Linked DNA regions of Mus musculus: region 1 is linked to region 2. Evidence: chromatin contacts called from public Hi-C data. All regions are on one chromosome and are shown on one strand. Each heading gives the region's core, a stretch centred on a gene start, on an enhancer-like site or on the middle of the called end of the contact. The rest is flanking DNA. Distances are from core to core; before and after follow the strand shown.

Region 1 (3,079 bases), core at 571-3,070, 110 kb before region 2:
CTGTTTTTAAACAGGGAAGGATCCTGAGAACAACAAGGTAGGGAGGGGAAATAATCAAGGGATCTGGCAGGTCCCTGACGCAGCCCCATGCCCGCCCCTCTGCCTGGCGCAGTGCAAATACTGAAATGGGGTAGGCTGAACTGCCAAGATCAGTATGCATATTCAGGATAGTGCAGTTTTACCAGGTTTCAATACTAAATACATTTGTTTTCTTAAATGAAGGGGTGGAATTGGAAGGAGGGTGCCACCCGGACCTCATCCTCCTGTATCAGGCTGACTGCATGGGAGTCAAGGCAGGCGGGGCTTGGGGGTGGGGGTGGAGGGTGTCTAACAGGATTTGGAGTCCTGGCGAACACCCTCTTCTGGGTGGACTTGTTAGTGGTTAGAATAGAGGGTGGCTTCCTGAATGACCAGGCCGGGAAGAAAGGTTCCTGAAACCCCAGACTGCCAGTCTACAGAGCCGGCCACTTTCTCAACGCAACTCTAATTCCAGATCGACATCCTCCAAGCACTTGTTGAACAAAAGGGCTCGCGAGTCTGTAGTCGCAGCCTTCCGGAACGCTGCCGGGGCGCAGGAGCCTTCCGGGCTAGCGCCCTACGCTGCGAGCTCCCCGCACACCCGAAGGCCGTGTCAAGCAGCCAGTAAGGTGCGGAGAGAAGGCAACGCACCCAGCCGCCTAAACTTTCTCAATCTCTCCAAGCTTTCGCTGTGAAGTTAGATCAAGGAAGGAGGCACAAACCACCGTATAGGAGGAAATGAGAGCGTCATCCTCAATAAAGGCAGAAAAAGATTTAAAGAGATGAGAATCCAATGAAGAGCACCTACTGTGCGCAAGACTCTGGGTCAAGAACTACGTGTAGTACGTTCTCACACTGTCAAGATAGCCCCTGAGGGGCCGCCCTCACTTGATACAGACGCCAACTGCGACTCAAAAAGGTGGCCCATCTCAGTCAGGCTCAGGTCTCAGGGCGGGTCACGGCGAGGCCAGGGCTGGGTTGGTCTTTCCCACTGTCCCAGAGCTGAACACAGCCAAGCGGGTCCCCATCCCTCATCAAAGCTCACAATTATCCAAGTGAACCTTGTGGACCTGCCGCCCCCACCCCACCCCGTGAGGGGTGTCAACGCCCGCTGCCACCAGGCAGGCACTTTGCCCATCGGATTCTAGTCGTACCCTCAGGTTCCTGAGCTACGCACTGCGCGGAGCGACACCAACCGGGGGCTCAGCTTGCCCGGGCAGACCGCCCACGCCCACCCCGCCACCCCCACTCTGCGCACAGCGGCTCCCCCCTCGACCCCGCCAGCACTAGTCCCCATCCCCACCGGCAACTGTGCCCTGACACACAATTCCACAAACGTAGTCTGAAAAGTGCACATCCCATCGAGCGCAACGATCCCCACGAGGACACGCCATTCTAGAGCCACGCCACCGTCCGCGGTCAGCTGCAAGCCCACTACGCAGAGAAACAGGCACCATCAGTACCGGCGCACACACACCCGTTCACTCACAGCCGGGTCGCAGCGAGCGGGTCACACACGCTCCCTCCATGCAACCCCGCAGTCCCGCAGTTTCCCCTTTCCTACCGGCTCTGGAGCTGGACGCGGTCCGCTGGCTTCTCGAGCCCAAGTTCTGCGGTGGCCGAGGCTGGGGAGGTGACCGAGAGAGCGGGCGTTTGCGCTCCCGCAGCCGCCGCGCCTGCTCTGCGACCTTCGCCGCTCGGAGAGACAAAAGGATCCGCCGGCCCAGGAGAGAGCGAGGTGTGGGCGACGGCCGCTCTGCAGGTCCACCACCCGCAGCCGCCGCCAGCCCGGGAAGGAAGGGAAGAGAAGGCGGGACCCGGAGGCGGAGGCCGGGGCGGGGCGCATCGCAAGGGCGGGCACTCAAGTTTCCAACGGACCCGCCTCCTGCTTCGACCACGCCCCCAGTCTTAGCCCCGCCTCAGCCGCAGCCTGGTCACGCCCCCGCCCTTTGCCACACCCGCTGCTGGACCCTCGGTGCGCCCACTCTGGTCCATATAGCTCCCTGATCACTCGCAGATTCTCAGCGCAGCAGAGGATACGATGGGTGTTAAGGCCACTGGGACTCGGGACGGGGAGACTCTGGGGGGGTGGAAGGGGAAGGAGAGCAGGGGAGGGGCCGAGCACTGGCCCCACCTCCCTAACCCTTGGCCTCTGGCCTGCGGGTGGGGAGAGGCCGAGAGGCGGTGCCCAAAAGGGCCGGCCTTACGCCAGCACCCACCCACCCCGCCCCCGCCCCCGCCCCCGCCGTACTTGGAAGGAAGTACAGTCCCAATGGCCAGGGAAGTGGAAAAGAGGCTTGAGTTGCCCTAGGCTCCCCAGGACCATCTGGGATGCCTGCAAGGATCTCCTCCCTCTCCACATCAGTCCCGTGTGCATCTGTCACCCACTTTCCTGCGCGTGGTTTAAGAGAAGAGCTTGGCCTGGAGGTGGAAGACCTACGTTCCAGCTGTAATTACTTCTGCTAACTCATCCAGCCATCTTGCCAAGAAAACCCTTGGATTCCCTCAGCCTCGGTTTCCTCACCAATAAACTGGACAACGAGGAGATCCAGAATCCTTCTTGGGGTCTTTGCCTCCCTGACATTCAGTGTGGTTTCAGTTTCCTGGTGAGGAGGCGGGGGCTTGGTTGACATCTCCCATAATAGGGACATCTGGCCTTGTGGGTCCCAGTGGTGCTTCCTTCAGACTCCCAGCATACTCTGGCAGATCGCACCTGCCATGCCCACCCACTGCAAATATCCCAGAAGACAGGTAACCACAGAAACAGCTTATATGAGGAGCTGGGCGAGCCTGTTGTGCAGAGATGAAACTGTCTCTCTGGCGTCTCTAGGGAAAAACTCAAATCCCTCCTTCAAATCCTCCTCCACAAAAACATGTGAGTGAACTCCTACTATTCAGGAGGCTGCCAGGGGTACCTGTAGTAGAGCAGCTCGGAGGTGGAGCTCTGGGGCCTTCTCCACTCCTCCCTGCCTCTGGTGCAGAAAGGCAAAACTAAACCCAGAGGGCTCAAGGGAATGACAGCTGTGAGAGTTAACAGCGCACCACCTGACTGATTTCGAGG
Region 2 (3,087 bases), core at 106-2,605:
ACAGCCTGCCTCTGGGTCTGTCTACAGGCTTCCCCCACCAAACCCTTAGCATCCACCAAAACAGCACCCTTCTCTGGACAGCAATCTTCCAGACCCTGATGGGGTGAGGACACCCTCAGGGCACCCTGTTCCTCCTTTCCCATCCTTAAGCTCTGCAAGGGGTTGGGATTTGTTTCTTTACTCCTAGACCTTCTTTCTAGAACAGCACCCGGCTCCAATGCTGAGTGTTGTTTGAGATAAGCTACTCCAGAGACAGTGATGGAGGCTTGGAGTCCTTTGACTGGCCCTGGTGCATCTCAGACACGTGGACTATCTTAACCCAGCATTCAGCTGGTCTCTTCTTTGCTTCATTCAATATGTCCTCCATCTTAGTGGTAACACTGAGAAAGACTGGCTGTGCTGGGATAGAGCTCAGAGCTTGCTTAGCATAAGAGGCTCTGGGTTCCAGGCCTGTCATTGTAAAAGGGAGGAAGGGAGACAGAAAAGGAGAAGAGACAGGGAGGGAGGGAGGGAGGGAGGGAGGGAGGGAGGGAGGGAGGGAGGGAGGAAGGAAGGAAGGAAGAAAGAAAGGAAGGAAGGAAGGGCAGAAGGGAGGGTGGGAGAGAGAGACATACAGTGCTTGCCCTGCCTCTGCTTCTCATACTTGACATACCCCTCCTTATGAGCAGGAGCAGAAGCAAGGCAGTCCTGTGAGAAGAACTAGGTAGGGCCAGCCGTCAGTGCCCATAGAGCCATGGCTCCACAGTCTGGATGGCTGCCATGCTCTGCTCTCCACTCCCCACCATCTTCCTGGAGGCCACATGACTGTTAGCATGGGGTGGTTGTTTGTAATTCTCACATCATCCTTTCTATAGTTCTGGGACAGATACAACTTCTCACCAGTGAGGAGGCTGCAAACCAGAAAGGGAGCTCTACTTCCTGCCCCATGATCCTCTCCGGGTTCTGTCTTCAAGCACCCATGCTACATTTAGGATCTGTGTCACTGTAACGAGGCTCTGCATGCATGGCGTTTTCCCTCCAAAAGGCTGGGCCCTCCGGCTCCGAGGAGCTACGGTCCTGAGGGCCCTGCCGTCCAGTACAAACCCCAGCCTCCCTCAGGCTCTATTTGTGAAGGGCACCTCTTTGCCTGCTCCTGGTTTAGAGACAAATATGGCTCCTTTCTGCATCTGGTTCCTAACCAGGCATCGGTCCTGTGGGTCTTTCAAAGAGATTTGTCCCCATGGAGCCTCCCTACTGTTCCCTGGACAAGTGAGAGGCAGGGCAGATCGTGAAGCAGCCGCCTCCCAGCAGGGTCTGTCTGACCTGTCACAGACCCGGAAGACTGCAGGAACTGAGGGCAGCTGAGCTGATCAGCTGCCCAGATGTCTCCTTGGCACTGTTCTCTGTTTACTCAAGTTCTTTGCCTCTCTCCCTCCTGCCCTCCCCTCCCACGGGCAAGCATGGCTGACAACACGGATTCACTCCCTCACCCTTTCCCAAAGAATCAGTGACTCACAATCCTCCCCCCCCCCCCTGCTCCCGGCCCCCTGAGGGTCTCATTTCCCAGAGGGAGCTAAGGGCTGCAGGTTTTCATCTGGCAAGATTGAAGCTAATATAAGGATTACTCAGAAACCTGGCCAAGCAACTCCTCCTCAGGAGGAGGAATATTTATTTCCATGATAAGCAAGTCAATTCCCAAATCATGATCTGTTTACGTTCAGGTCTCCAGCCACCTGCTCAGCCTCGGAAACAAACTCCAGGTTCCAGGCAAGGAGGAAATGAACACTCTAATTGAGAAAACAGCAGATGGGCCATTCTGGAAGGTAGCAAGTGTCACAGGGAGGTCCTAAAGGATGCAAGCGTCCCCTGCTAGGGGACTTGAGGTGTTCCAGGTGCCCCTTAACACCAGGGAATGGCAGAGAGTAGTCCCTCCTCCCCAAGCAAGCTGTTTGCAGTGACTGGCATAACCAGAGGACAGAGTTCCAGTCCCAGGTGCAAGGCTGGGCAGGCCTGCAGTATGTCTGTCACTTGGGACAGGGATCAGTCTGTAATGCTGGGCTCTGAGCCCTCAACTCAGGAGACTAAGGAAGAGTCAGTAGTGGGTCCATGAGGCCAGTTCTGATGCTTACTGCAGGGGCAGCAATGGGAAGTCCAATAAAACAGAAGAGGCTAAGGACCAGCAGTGACACAGGCACCCCTGGCCTCATGCCACTGCACCAGCAGAAGACACTGGAAGGCTGGTGGGGCCTGGTGCTCCTCTGAAACTTGCTGGTGTGGTAACTCTCGTCCTTGGGTCCCCTCCAGGTCCCTGCAATCCTAAGTGTCCTTATGGTTGTTCGTTGCCAAACTTGGAGAAACCCTGAGTCCCACACTGGATTCTGTTAGCTAGAAGCAGGATGGGAAGGTTGGAGCTGTCTGGAGGGTAGAAGTCCCTTGGGACCTGAAGGAACCCTAGAAACAACTACATTTGAACGTCAGTCCACACTAGAACTTAGACAGGAGAGATGAGTCGGTGTCTCCTAGCTCTTGTGGGTCTAGAACCCAGATTTACAGAGTAAGAGCCCCATCTGATTCCTATAATCCCAAGTTCTAGTCCCCCCAAACAAAACCAATGACCAGTCCTGCAGCTGGACTTGGAATGCTCACTGTTGGCTCGGCCAGTCACTGGGGTAGGGGCTTTCTCTGCTACTCCCAGATGTTAAGGGGCATCCAGAACACCTCAGCTCCCCTAAAGTTGCCACTGCAGATCTCCAGATACTTTCTAGAACAAAGAGGGATCCTTCTCCAGGGCAGCTCCGAACCCCACACTTAGTATCTGCTATGTCTGTAGAACCCTGAAAGGATGCTGAGAGTGTACTGTGAGGCAAGCAGCCAACGTCTGGAAGGGTGCTGTTGGTCAAACAGCAGGTAAACCGGGGCCATTGCCAAGTGTCTGCACTAACACAGCTGTGTGTTTTGGATACCAAGGAAAGGCTAGCTGGAAGAATGCACAGACACGGGTGAGAAGGACTGATGGACAGTGGGAAACGAGGCATGAGGGAGGATGGATCAGGAAGAGCAGTGGTGGTCAGGGCCAGCCTGTGCAGTAAGTTAGAGGCTTGGGGTGGG

What was found. Hi-C and Micro-C count contacts between places; a contact is called where the count stands out from the background.
Region 1: a contact with region 2 is called in a Hi-C map of uterus, with 1.7 times the contacts expected there. The contact joins the promoter of Hpcal1 here to the enhancer-like site in region 2. A contact is called at or near these places in 17 of 39 promoter capture datasets (the 3T3-L1 cell line, the C10 cell line, the HPC-7 cell line and 12 more), 18 of 484 Hi-C or Micro-C datasets (B cells, the N1E-115 cell line, Th1 cells and 14 more), 9 of 115 datasets of contacts at active chromatin or transcription factors (the SCID.adh cell line, embryonic stem cells, forebrain and 4 more) and 3 of 9 other capture datasets (adipose tissue, liver and pancreatic islet).

The regions. Positions count from the first base shown.
Region 1 is chr12:17,689,550-17,692,628 of GRCm38.p6, reverse strand. Hpcal1 (hippocalcin-like 1) reads right to left here and starts at 1,820. Exons shown (of 5, transcript NM_001361645.1): 1 at 1,583-1,820.
Region 2 is chr12:17,574,474-17,577,560 of GRCm38.p6, reverse strand. No RefSeq gene overlaps it. Among named protein-coding and RNA genes, the nearest start is that of Gm36862, 19 kb to the right of the region's middle. Within about 2 kb of position 1,355, at least 43 of the 459 cell types and tissues checked have an H3K27ac peak or open chromatin away from gene starts, as enhancers often do. A contact at or near this core is called in liver, muscle stem cells, nephron progenitors and 5 more, where this site is marked.